Linked DNA regions of Columba livia: region 1 is linked to region 2. A link is a contact called in public Hi-C data. All regions are on one chromosome and are shown on one strand. Each heading gives the region's core, a stretch centred on a gene start, on an enhancer-like site or on the middle of the called end of the contact. The rest is flanking DNA. Distances are from core to core; before and after follow the strand shown.

The links. A called contact is a pair of places that touch in the nucleus more often than the background predicts.
Region 1: a Hi-C map of liver shows a contact between it and region 2, with 4 times the contacts expected there. The contact joins the promoter of TIFA here to the enhancer-like site in region 2. A contact is called at or near these places in 2 of 2 Hi-C or Micro-C datasets (crop and liver).

What each region holds. Positions count from the first base shown.
Region 1 is chr4:70,066,641-70,072,932 of bColLiv1.pat.W.v2, forward strand. It overlaps TIFA (TRAF interacting protein with forkhead associated domain), which reads left to right and starts at 4,530. Exons shown (of 2, transcript XM_065062309.1): 1 at 4,530-4,715. ALPK1 (alpha kinase 1) reads right to left here and starts at 5,390. Exons shown (of 16, transcript XM_065062294.1): 1 at 4,907-5,390.
Region 2 is chr4:69,756,318-69,762,858 of bColLiv1.pat.W.v2, forward strand. All of the region lies in intron 1 of ANK2 (ankyrin 2), which reads right to left. Among named protein-coding and RNA genes, the nearest start is that of ANK2, 160 kb to the right of the region's middle. Within about 2 kb of position 5,059, at least 1 of the 3 cell types and tissues checked has an H3K27ac peak away from gene starts, as active enhancers do.

The DNA.
Region 1 (6,292 bases), core at 3,280-5,779, 310 kb after region 2:
TGTTTGAACACGAGGCACTTAGTTGCTGTAGGGGAATAATAAGTGATTGGAGAATCTAGCTACAGGTTGTTGTGTGGTCTTGGAAGTTAACACTGCCACTATCGCCATTAGCTCACAAGTACCACTACAGATCTTGCAATATGAAGTTTCCCCACTTAAAAACGAAACAAAATAACGACCAAACCGAAACAACGAACCCGAACCGAAAACCCCAGACCTGCAGCATCTTCCCCGCGTCCGGCCCGGGCTGAGCCCGTGTCCCCGTGGCTCCGTGTCCGGTCCCACAGCGCCACCTGCCGGCTGCGGCCGCGCCGCGCACCCAGCGCCCTCCGCCTCTCATCGTTAAGAAGGACACTGAGGTGCTGGAGAGAGTGCAGAGGAGGGACACGAAACTGGTGAGGGGTCTGGAGCACAAGTGTGATGAGGAGCGGCTGAGGGAGCTGGGGCTGTTCAGCCTGGAGAACAAGAGGCTCAGGGGAGACCTGATTGCTGTCTGCAACTGTCTGAAAGGAGGCTGGAGCATGGAGGGGGTTGGTCTCTTCTCCCAGGTAGTAAGTGATGGGATGAGAGGAAATGGCCTCAAGTTGCACCAAGGGAGGTTTAGGTTGGATATTAGGAAAAAGTTCTTCCTGGGAAGGGTTGTCAGGCATTGGAACAGGCTGCCCAGGGCAGTGGTGGAGTCGCCATCCCTGGAGGTGTTTAAAAGGCGTTTAGACGAGGTTCTCAGGGACATGGTTTAGTGCTAGAGTTAAGTTAGGTTATGGTTGGACTCAATGATCCTGAGGGTCTTTTCCAGCTGAAATGATTCTATGATTCCAATCCTGAGCATTGCCTTCATGCAAGCAAATGCATCCAGCAGCCTGGATTTTATGGCTCTACAGCAGCAATCAGCTCTCAGCAAATAAGGCTGTGCCTCCTCCTCCGTGGCTCTGTATATCTCCAAAGTGTGCAGGGCAATTTCAGGCCACCCCTGTGCCACCCCAGGACACCAGCACAGCCCTGGGCCAGGTGATGTACAATGGCAGCGTGTCCCCTGGCACCCAGCACGCCCAGGCCCGTGAGAAGGGTGCCTGCCGCAGCAAGACGAGAGTGAGACATTTAACATGGGGAAGTCAGAAATCAGCGCACGTCTCTGGGGAGCTGTGCCCATGGGGCTGCACAAGCGAGGGGAATATGGAGGGGGCCGGAGTGGCTCACCTATGGCACTCTTCTGCCAGCCTCACTACACAGGCTGCACTTCACATCCTTCACACCTATCACACCGAAACACAAACGCATTGCTTATGTTCTCTTGTGGCAAGAGGCCAACCCTAGAGAAAAACTGCATCTCAACGTATTTGCCTCAAAAGCAAAACCCAATGCATTCAAATCCACTGCAAGTATTTCCAGTGTAAAGCCTGGTCTCACTATGGCACAGCGTCTGCTTGTCTTCACATGGTAACAGCACTGACAACCTGTACCAGTGAGCGGGCAAGTTGGTAACCAGAAAAAGGCCACCAGAAAACCATAGAAATCATATTTACACATTTACAAGCACAGTTACCCTTTAGCTACCTCTGTCCTGTCACACTGCTGGCAAACCTCAGCACTACATCTGCAGTTTCAATAACTACATGTGGAATCTGGCCTTGGCAGGGGAAGTACAGAACCACAGTGAAATCTCAGCATCACTGAAATCAGCCCAGACTCGCTGTTCATCTAACCAGATAAGGAATTGTGTTAATTGTGTTAACTTAAATAGCAGAGAGAGATAATAGAAAGTTTCAGAAAGGCCCAGACTACTGCTGGTCTCATATCTTGCCTTAAACATGCATCGACAAAACAGTTTTTACGCAACGAGAGAGACAGAAATATAGAGGACATGATTCCCAAGTGTTTGAGAAACATTATCATGGCACTCCTAACTCGTGACTGGCCTGGCAGATCATTAACAGCCATGCCAACTGCACCATGTGCCAGGGATGTTCTGGCAAGGTTTCTTACGGTTTGTTAAAGCATAGGGGGGAAGCTCAGGCAGAGAGGTTTCACATTGAGTCATTCAGCAAGAATCAGCTGAACACAGACATCCCGAACCAGTCCTTTCACTCACTAATGCAGAATACACTTTCAGTAACTCTTCTGACCTACCATAGACTTCCCAGAAAAAGGAGCATATTTACCCTTGCTAACTGTCTGATTTTCAAAGCCATTAATGACTGGAAGCAATTCAAGAGCCTTTGGACAACTGCTCATTGTACTGAGCGTCATAGGGTACAGAATATCCCTCTGATCAGTTGGGATCAGCTGTCCTGGCTGTGTCCCCTCCCAGCTTCTTGTGCACCTGGCACAGCATGAGAAGCCGAAAAGTTCTCGACTACTTAGCAACAAGTAAATCATCAGTGTATTATCAACATTGTTCTCATCCCAAATCCAAACCACAACACTGTACCAGCTACTAGGAAGAAAATTAACTCTATCTCAGCCAAAACCAGGACAGAGTTCCTAGTATTTTTCCGTTTTGCAGATTTGCCTAGTCTCTGGAGTTAGCCGAAGCCTTACAAATCAGTTGTTAGAAAAACAACGCACCACCATGGCGAAGCCGAAACCACCTCAGTCTTCCAGCCTAATATAGCTATGCATTACAAATACTTAATTAGCCCAAACAATAATGTGCCACCGATAATTACACAGAGAAGCCACACTGGACATACATAAGGAGGAAACATCCATTTGAAGTAATGAGCATAACTTTTTCTAGGACTTCCTCCTCACTATGGACTGGCAAGGCAAGGAATATATGTGCCTGAAAATCAGCTGGAAGACAACTTGAAAGAAGAGCGTAGCTCTGCTCCACCTTTATTTTAATGTCCCACACTGTCTTCATAAACCAGGGGAACGTTGTGTGTCACAGGCTCTGCAATCAGGCTTGGGAAGGTTCAAATTTACCACACTGCCATTATCAGCTGGGTAACTCCAGGGATGCTGGAATAGATTCACGTCTGGGGAAAATCACAACCCCAAGGGAGGAAGGAGTTGTGCAGACAACCCAAAACAGGACAGCAACAAGAGCTACTAGGTTAATGTTGACCTAACTCCCTTGGCCCAAGTCCCAGCAGTTTGCCATCACATAGTGCAGCTCAGCCTACAAACTTTACACATCTATTTGCAGTTTCACTTTTAACCACAGAAATTTCAAATACAAAGGATGTTATTGTAGTACACCAACAAACTCTAGTAAACCACGTAACCATTTTCGCAGGGAGATCACCCGAAAAACCCACGAGCACACAGCGCCTGAGTTTTTTCTCATACAGGGCAAACCTGGAGTTGTTTTCCTAAAGCTGGCAGCATTACGACTGATGCGGAACTTAAGGAAGAGAGGAGCAGTAAATCCAGTTCCCGTCATCTCCTATACAAAATGACGCAGAGCTATATTTAAATCATAAACCAGTAAAATACATGTAGTTAATACGAGCTTATATAATCCTAGGGAAATAAAAGAGTACTGACATACCTCAATAGCCCAAGTATCAAAATAATCCTACCAGAAAAGCTCTCTGCCGGCCTAGCAAGCAGGCTGTTTCTTGAAACTGAAGGGCTGACAGTAATTAAACCCAACAGCAGATGTAATAAATGGCAGGATTGCACAACTCTGTGTTTTCCAGAAGGCAGCAAAGTGCTTTTGTGTGGGCACACACGCCCAGTCCTGCCTGCTGCAGGAAAGCCATTCTGCTAAGGAGAAACTTGGAATAATCTGTGCTTCTGTGCTTTCACGTGACTTCTTGCAGAACAGTCTAACCCCTTGTTTTCTCATGTAAGGGAAGAAGGGCATATACAGCATATTAGCCAATGTACACATAAAAGCTATTGAACAGAACAACTGCAAAGGAACTTATCAACCCACGAGTAATTCAACTGTTTATTGAATAAATAAAAGGAACCCATGAATGAGAATTCATTTATATGAACAAACACAGTAGTTCAGTGCCCATGCCAAAGCAATCAGACTGACAGAACTACACCGAGGCACAACACTGTACAAACACAGGTGAGGGAGGACACTGGGTACCCAGGATTCAGACTGAGATGAAACTGTTTTAAGTGCTCTACCTCTTTTTCTGTGTTTGAGAGTAATCTTGCTTAATAAGAAAAACACAAGCGGCTGGATAAGAGAGAATTGCTATTTTTTTCCTACCAGATGGCAGGGCTGTCTCAGGTTTTACTATAAAATGAAACTTTCCAGCTCAGCTTAGATCAGGAGCCAAGGAAAACCGAGGTTTTTTTTTCCCAAAGGCAGTGCAATGAAGCTGAACCACTGTTGTTTAACGCGGAAGAAAATAATGGAATATTTTAAAATACCCGATTTTACAACACCGTCAGCCAAACGTTCCTCTTACGGTGCGCTGCTCACGAACGCGTCCCCGCTCCGGAAGGCAGGGGGTGCGGGGGTTTCCTCCGGAGGCGCCCGCCCTCGGGCTCTATCCGGGGCGCTACCCCCTCCTTCCCGCTCTCCTGTGTTCCTCCCCGCCCCGCAGACCGGCCCCGGGCAGCCCCCGCCCCGCTACCGGGAGGGCCGTCCCGCTGCCGAGCGGACCCACCGGCCCGCAGCGCCGCGACCGCGGGTCGCTCCCCGATCCACCTCCCCGCGCCAGGCGGCCGCAGCGTGCGCTCAGGAGCCGGTGGCGGCCGCAGCCAGCGCAGCTCCCCGCGGCGCGCAGGACAGCGTGGCCGGCCAGGTGAGGTTGTGCGGCGGGACCGAGGGGCAGCCGGGGGCCGTGCCCCGCTCCGAGTGCGGTGCCGGGGAAGCCGGGTCCCCAGGCGCGGGCAGTGAGGGGGCGGGATGCTCGCCGGGGTTTCCTTGGTCACTTTCGACGGAGGTGGCGGCGTTGGTGGCGAGCGCTTTCGGGAGCTCCCGCCCTCGCCTTACCTGCGGTCCGTGCGATGAGCAGCTGGCTGAAGGCTCTAGAGCGGCACAAAGCCCTGAAGGTGTGTTCCTGGGGCCGCGGGCAGGCAGCAGTTTGGGCGTATTCTCGTGTAACAACAGCAAAGATGGTATTTTAGTGACACTGAGGTTTTGGGACACTGAGTGCTCCCAGGTTAGGAGCTGTCAGAGGTACACTCGCCCAGGAGCCATTGGCTTTTCGTGCTGGGCGTCAGTGCATTGGCTGCATCAGACACCTGCACCAGACACCTGCGTTGCCCAGTGCGCAGGACAAACCTGCCCGGGGGTGAGCGGAGACTGAAACACAAGCTGTGGGGTGCCAGCCTCCTGCATCATCTCTTGCAGATTGCAAAAGATACACCAGCGACCACAGCGTAGCATTTTGGAGAGACAAAAGGGATAGCTGTCCTTAAATAGCGTGCTTTAAAATCATACTCTGTGCTGCCCCTGCCTCAAAGTTCATGGTCATTTAAAATGAAAGTTAATAAATTCTTTTTCTTGGTACACAGATTGAACACTTATATTTTAATCTGCAAAAGCAAATGGTAGAGATCCCTGAGTGATAATTTCTAGGTATAGAGTTACAGCTCTTGAATACGTTACACGCTCAAATGGGAGCCCTATGATTCTCAAGTTAGGTATTCTTGTTCTTAATGCTCTGTGTCATTTTCCTGTCTCAAAAAATGGGGATAATGATGCACACTGAAGGAGAAGGGAAAGAGGAAGGATCACAACTGATGGACTTAAGGTACAGTCAAAAGCAGTGCAATGGGCTGCTCTACAGTTGCAGGAGAAGCTTGGATATAACTACAGAATGTTTCTTTCTCTAGAGAGAGTTCTCAAAAAAAAATCTTTCTCCTGACCAGTAGAGTCTAGTAAACAGAAAGTCCTTCAGTATTTACATGAAAGTATGCTTAGTCCAACCTCAATAAACCTTTAATAATGCAGGACTTGGCAACTGACCTCAGGTTGCTAGAGATGCCACACAAGCAGATCTTGAATAGATAGTGGAGTGGGTGGGAGCTGCCGAGATCCAGGTTCAATGGGTGAGTGCTGCTGTACTTCTAAAGCAATCAGTGGCAGTTCTACACCTTCCAAATTAATAAATGTAGCCATTTGTAAAATTCAAAAACATGAATAAAGACAACATCTTATGTTGCTCTGATACACAGTTGTATATACTGCAGATTTCTCAAAATCTGTTTCTATTCCTGTGTTTTGCCCAGTCCTGCTGCATTTCAGAAGCCAACTGAGGAAGATACTAATGGAAGCAGAAAACGCTTTTGTGTTGGTTTCAAATTCAGCCCAAGCCTCAAGATAGAAAACTGTCTCTGTAAAGTGGGCTGCGAACTAAATGAACTGACTTGGTTT
Region 2 (6,541 bases), core at 3,809-6,308:
CTAGGATGGGATAGACAAGGTTTAGACTGAACAAGGTGTTCCCTGTATCGCCTACACCATGAAAACCTTGACAGCCCACAGATACAGACTACTGGAGAATTTCTACAGAAAGCACCTGACAAGATCCAAAGGCCCTTGAGGCAGAAGAAATACAGAAACATTTTAGGGCCCTGAGGAAGAAGAAATGAAGAATCATTTTCCCTATATGATAAATAAAAGCCACAAAATAAGGTCTAAAGACCAAACCCAGTGACAGGAAATAGGCCTCTGACCAAGGTGTAACCCATTGCTGAAGAGCCCTGCCTCATGAGCTTCAGCTGGTCTTAGATTAGTAGTTTACATTCTTCTGTAAGCACTTGCCAGGTGACATTTTAAAAGCATATCATAACCTATTAAAGCTACCTTATAAATATATACATATATATATATATATATATATAAAATATCAATTTTAAAAACGGTAATTTTTGAGTCAGCTACAGACACAAATTACTCAGAAATCACACACGATGTAGCTTCTTGTCCTTCTATGACTTAAAACCATAACACAGATCTCTTTTTCAAAACACTAGCTTTTGCCTTATCTTTCCTAAATGTAATACTGTATATTGATTTTTAATTTTTTACTTCTAGATCCCTGTTTATGGGACTGCATAATGAAAAATACTATGTGTAGACACAAAAAGCACATTAAAACACTGATATCATATATACTTCCAATATCTAAGGACATTTCAACAACTATGGAATGTCATTTTCACTTTTACATTTACTTTACATTTTTATATTAAAAATCCTACTTATTTTTAATTGCTCATGTTTCTGCAACATTCAGACATTGAAGAGACAGATTCTGGCTGTAGGAAGTTTACTGGTCTGGCTTCCTGTCAAAAGGACTTTCAGATCACTCCCACACTTGAAAAGCACAAATGTGGCCCTCAGTAAATTGTTTTCTTACAACAGTTTGAAACTATTTGGGCAATTGTATCACTGATCTGTGTAAGTGTGCTAGGCTAGAACTGTGCTCACATTGCACTAAAGTGGCTGGTCTGATTCTGAATTTGTACTAAAGACAAAAACATTCTAGATCTAAAGCTAATGTGCACAGGCAACTATTTGTCTCAAACTAAAAACAGGAATGTAAATTGGATGCGCAGCCCCTTCATTTACTGTGAAATCTGTCCCACCAGGTAAAACATCTTCAGTTATGTGAAACAAAGCACTCCCCAGAATCAAGAGAAATGTCTGACTCACAGAAAGGTATACATTACCATGAATTTGTTCCTGAAGAGCCTCCAATTTCCATTAATTCCTGTGGAAGATGAGCATGAAGAGTTTGCCTTCTCAAACAGCTGAATGGGTCCCAATTCATAGCTAAAACAAAGGCAGCACTCTGTCTAGATGAGTCACCATCTACACTTTAAAAGCAGGGTCTTTCTAAAAGGAAAAATTTCTGGAAAAGATTTGTGACTTCTTGGTAGCCTTGAGAATAAAGACCTTACAAAAACGGAGCTGTCTGAACCACCTTCCCAAACAACCTCTTGCTGTTACGTAGATTTGAAAATGCATTGCAGGGATCATTACCAAAAAATGTATCCTTGCAAAAGTATACTGTAATTCAACATGCTTAATTTAATTTGAAGCCTTATTGTAACTCAGTAACTCATCCATCAAATGATCTCCCTTGACTATCACTACATATTCAGCAATTTTACATTTCACCAAGACCGTAGAATTTAAAAGAATTAATAAAGAGTATGGTAATTTATCCATTTGCTTGACCTTACCCTGAAAGTCAAAAATGGGATGCTCTTGCTTGGAGCCTTTCAAGTTTAAAACGTGTAGAATGAGATGCTCCTAAGAAAATATTCTTTGAAAAGCAGACATCTGTCTGATTGCAGTTAAGTTGATAATAAGCTGTGCTTGGACTTGAAATAGGCTTGAAATATTTCTGCAAAAATCTAAACAAAACTGACCCTCAGCTGCCAGACCAGTTCAAATTTGAGCTGGCCATATCAATTTGTGCATATGCAGCACAAGGGCAGATGATTTATTCACATAAGTTAAGGCTATGTTTTACATTGGAAAGGAATAAAGGCAGCAAATACAGACTTCAAATTAAAAAGGAGGACAAAAAGAATTGCAGGTGTCTTGGCTAGACTAAATACCTCCTAAATCCAAGCTTTGCCTCACAAGTCAATTTATCACCCATCACTTAAGATCTTGCAAAATTAGCCTGGATTCCCACAAACTGCAGCACTGGATTATAGGCAGCATTTATTTCCACTCTGCCACGTTAGCACTCCTAGACCACCTGCAAGAAGCATGCTGAACAGCGGCTGTTCTTCCTGTTCACAGAGCTGCCGGAACGAGAAAACCTTCCAAGACATGCAAGTTCTTCTGATAATGCTAACAATCAGAGAAGATGAGTTTCAAAGCAAGAGTTAACTATCTTGTATGGAAAAGGCAGAAGCAGGACTTCCCAGTGAGAGGTAACAAAGGCAAACACTAGTTAACATCTAGCGCATCACTGGGGATATGAGAAACCTAGATTCAAAATCCCAGGTGTCCTATCACCTCGACAAATGAATGGCCCAATTAAAATACTATTATTTATGTAAAGTAGAACAGCTCAGGAAAAAAAAAAAAAGAAAAGAAAAGGATGCTCGGGCTAGTCAGGCAGAAACCTCTCTGAATCCAACATTTCCAAATAAAGCCTTATCTGCAGCCTTTCAATGGACACCGGACACTGTGCAATGGAGCACACTGTGAAAGTACTGAGTCAGCCAACATGTCTGCATGGCAGAGCATGCTGCTCAGGTGTAGAAGCAGGAAAGGCACATCAGCATGTCTTGCCCCATCTTTTAGCCGGGTTAATTTGTAGCCTTGCATTGACATGCTTATCTTGTCTCTATTGGTGCTGACTTGAAGGTCGCTGCACTGTTCACCATTGTACAATGCAGAGATATCCTGAGACATCATCTTTTCTATGTTGAAGGAAACATTTGCAAACTTTTACGAAAATGCTAAATAGAACAATAAAATCACCAGGATTCACCTGTCCATAACTGCAACCAGCTAGCAAAGAGGATTTAGCAGTCCCTCCACTCCTTTAGTTGTCATCTCTTTTCTTGGAGAACGCAACCATGCATAGCAAAGTGCTTTCTTAATCAGCCAGTCCTTAATTAATCAGCTGAGCCTGAGGCTTGTTGTTGGCTAAAAGTGAAAGATATTCAAAACAACAGCAAGCACTCAAGTGAAGCCTACACTGTAGTACCGTGTTATGTTTCCATAACAGTAGTAGATTCAGATCCTACAAGATCTGAAGATTCTAAATATTTTTTAATTCAGGGAGGTTAAAAAACAACTGTGGATTCAGTGAAAAGCACTAATGTGAACCTAAAAACAAAGGCAATTCTGTTCTCATGGATTTCAGAGCCATTGTACTTTTTTCTGTCTAAATCACAATATTCAAGTCCCTCTTTGGTGCGTTCCATTCATATAAAGACAAAAGGACCACAAGGGCAGAAGAAATCATCTGAACCTCAAGCAGGTACAAGGGGGCACTAGATAAGCAAAATTCTACTCTCAGATCCACACTTTTCTCTATTGAGTTAAAGGATAGTTTCCAAGTGGTCTTTGGTCCTGAAAAAGCAAGCTTCACGTCTGTCTTTCCAGAGCTAAAATAGAATTTGCACCCTCAAGAAGTGAGGTTTGTGAGGAGGAATGGCTTATCTGGGTATACAGAGTTTCTATCATAACTGGAATTGCAGAAGCATATCCCAGGTGTCCCCTGTTCCTCCCTCTAGAAGTTTACAACCCAAGCTGGGTTTAAAAATATGGAAGATTTATAATTTGCATCGTCCATACATGTACATAAGTTTGTAGAATTATTACAAAAACTAAAAAAGAGATGCAGATGGGGTATTGCAATGCGGCAGTGAACAGCATTGTATACAGCAATGCTGTACTGTTGCATTTTACATATGCATGTCCATGTCTTAGAATAAGGAAGGTTAGATTTTTAAAAGGTTTTACAATCTAATACGATATAGCAGTATGTCACATGTTTTTAAATAAGAGAGGGAAGGAGTGGCAGAGAGGACCCTCTATGTACTGTCACACCGCACCATCCCCTGCACTGCTCCGGGAGGGCAGGCGAGTCAGGAGTGAAGTTGAGCCTGGGAAGGAGGAAGAAAGGTTTGCTTTAATGCTTGCCTTTTTGTTTCCCACTACCTGAATCTATTTTAATTGGCAATAAATCAAATTAATTTTTAAGTACAGCTTGCAGTCAATTATGGTAATTGGTAAGTGATCTCCCTAGCTTCTTCTAATTTGCCCCCACCCCATCTCACTGAGGAGGGGCAATGAATGAGTGTCTGGGCAGGTATTTGGCCCTTAGCCACTGTTAACCCACCACAGCAGCATAGCTTCTTTACTCTTATGTTGACCTACAGCACTATTGGGGTTCTTCTCATCCTTCTTTCGTTGCATTCCTTTCGCATTCTATTGAAGGTTGATGTAAAGGATCATGTACAACCATTTTCAGGCTGCACCGCACGGTGGCACTCCCGGCCCGCCTGTCCCCAGCAGACGCACCGCGCCGGGCAAGGGAAAGCAGAAGGACCTTCTCATCTCCGGATGCCGTAATTTCAGCCTGTTTGAACTGTATTAACAGGCTTCTATACTGTTAGTACAATTTAATAGCTCAATGCAATTTAGAAGAGCAAAAAGTTGTCTGCTAGGCAACTGATTTTTACTGCTTGAAATAAAAGGTAAACTACTTTTTCACTAATTTTAAACTCCTCTTGGGGAAGATCTCCAGATTTTCTGGTCCAGGGCAGCAAAGCGGCAATTCTGCATGCCTGCAGCAATTGCTACAACTGCTGTGACCCCGTCAGTCTCCAGCCATCAGCCCCAGCAGACTGGCACTCTCAGCAAAGGCTCTCTGCGCTCCTTCTCCCACCTCAAAGCAAACAGGACGAGGAAAACCGAACAGCAAACCTTTCTGAGTTCCTCCTTGCAGAAAGCCTGCCGTAAAACTCAGGAGAGGGCTTGATGCTGACACCAAAGTTATTTTAAACACTCAGATCTATGGAAATCCCATGGGCAGTGCCCTGACCTCCTGGCAGCAGGATGGTGCTGGTCTCACCACCTGGTGTCTGGAGCTCTCCCAGGCAGGGGCCACCCAGGGCTCCCTGGATGTATTTCCCTTTCAAAAGTTTTACACGGCAACAAGCACAAAGTGGCACAGCTCAGCGTGCTGCTCGTCACAGCCTTCCCTTAAATTAACCCAGTGCTAATTTTAGCGTAGCAGATGCTCACAAACATAAATAGGCCCGTGACCTTGACAAATATGATTTTACATCACATTTAAAACTAACCACTCTGTTTTCACCATCCTCTGTACCACTCAGGAAGGAGCAGGGTGCCTCCTGCTTTTTTGCACTACGGTACCTTTCTCATTTCTCCGAATTTGCTACTGTATCATGGTTTAATACTGGAACATGAAGGAGATTACACGATGCAACCTACAGTGTAATTCCACACATAACGTTCAGAGAAGCATTAAACTCGGGAGTTTCCACATGAGAGAGAACAGCACAGGGCTTTTTGCCTTCCATCAGCAGAAATGCATTTGGGATTTAGTGCTGTCTTTTAACACAGCAAGGACAAAATTTCCACTTGCAAATGCAAAGTATGTTCTCTTTAGCCATCAACACAAGTGTCTCAGCAAATGCTGTTTGCCATAGACTAATCATCTCTCAGAGGCAGAAAGAAAACAGTGCCCAGTGAGGATATAGAGAAGAAACTGCAGTAACCTTTTTAAAGACTCCTGTTTTCTTTTGCTTTGTATAATCTTAGATTAGCTGCTGCTGTTTAGTCATACATAAAGAGACTATTCCTGAATTAATCACACGTTCAACGGCACGTGTATGCAGGAATAGTCACTTCAGCTGTTGTTTTGTACAGGTGAGTACAAAAACCCTGATGATTCTTATTTGCCCTTTAGGGTTTTTTTCCCCAATTCATTTATTGCTACTGTTTTAACCTGCCCCTAAGCTGGAAAAAGCAGGTATTTCTGCAACAGAAACAGAAATATGCCCAGCAGTATTCCACGTACAGTCTCACCTCCTACAAGATCTTAAGCTGCTTATATATAATTAACCTAGCAGCACAACAGAAACACAACAAAAGCGAGACGTGTGAGAGAAGATGCAGATGGTAGCTTAAGAGAATGAGGAAGCTGTGGAAGAAAGTGATATCAGATGGGAAAGGATGCAAAATTCAAAAGTTCCATGTTAAGCAGCATAAAGAGGCACACCCACAGCCATTTTCCTTGTGTGATCTCTGCATCGTTACAGGCTCAAATTGGAAAATAAGCCCAGAGCTCTGGGAGCTGAACACTGGCTGTTCACTGCAAAAAATGAGTGATGTGACTCCTTGACAAGACTCCTAGAGTTGCTCTCTGCTGTTCTCTATTGGGAGATTTTCAGTGACTGCAGAGAGTCAACTGCACAACAAAAGTCCTCAAGAACTG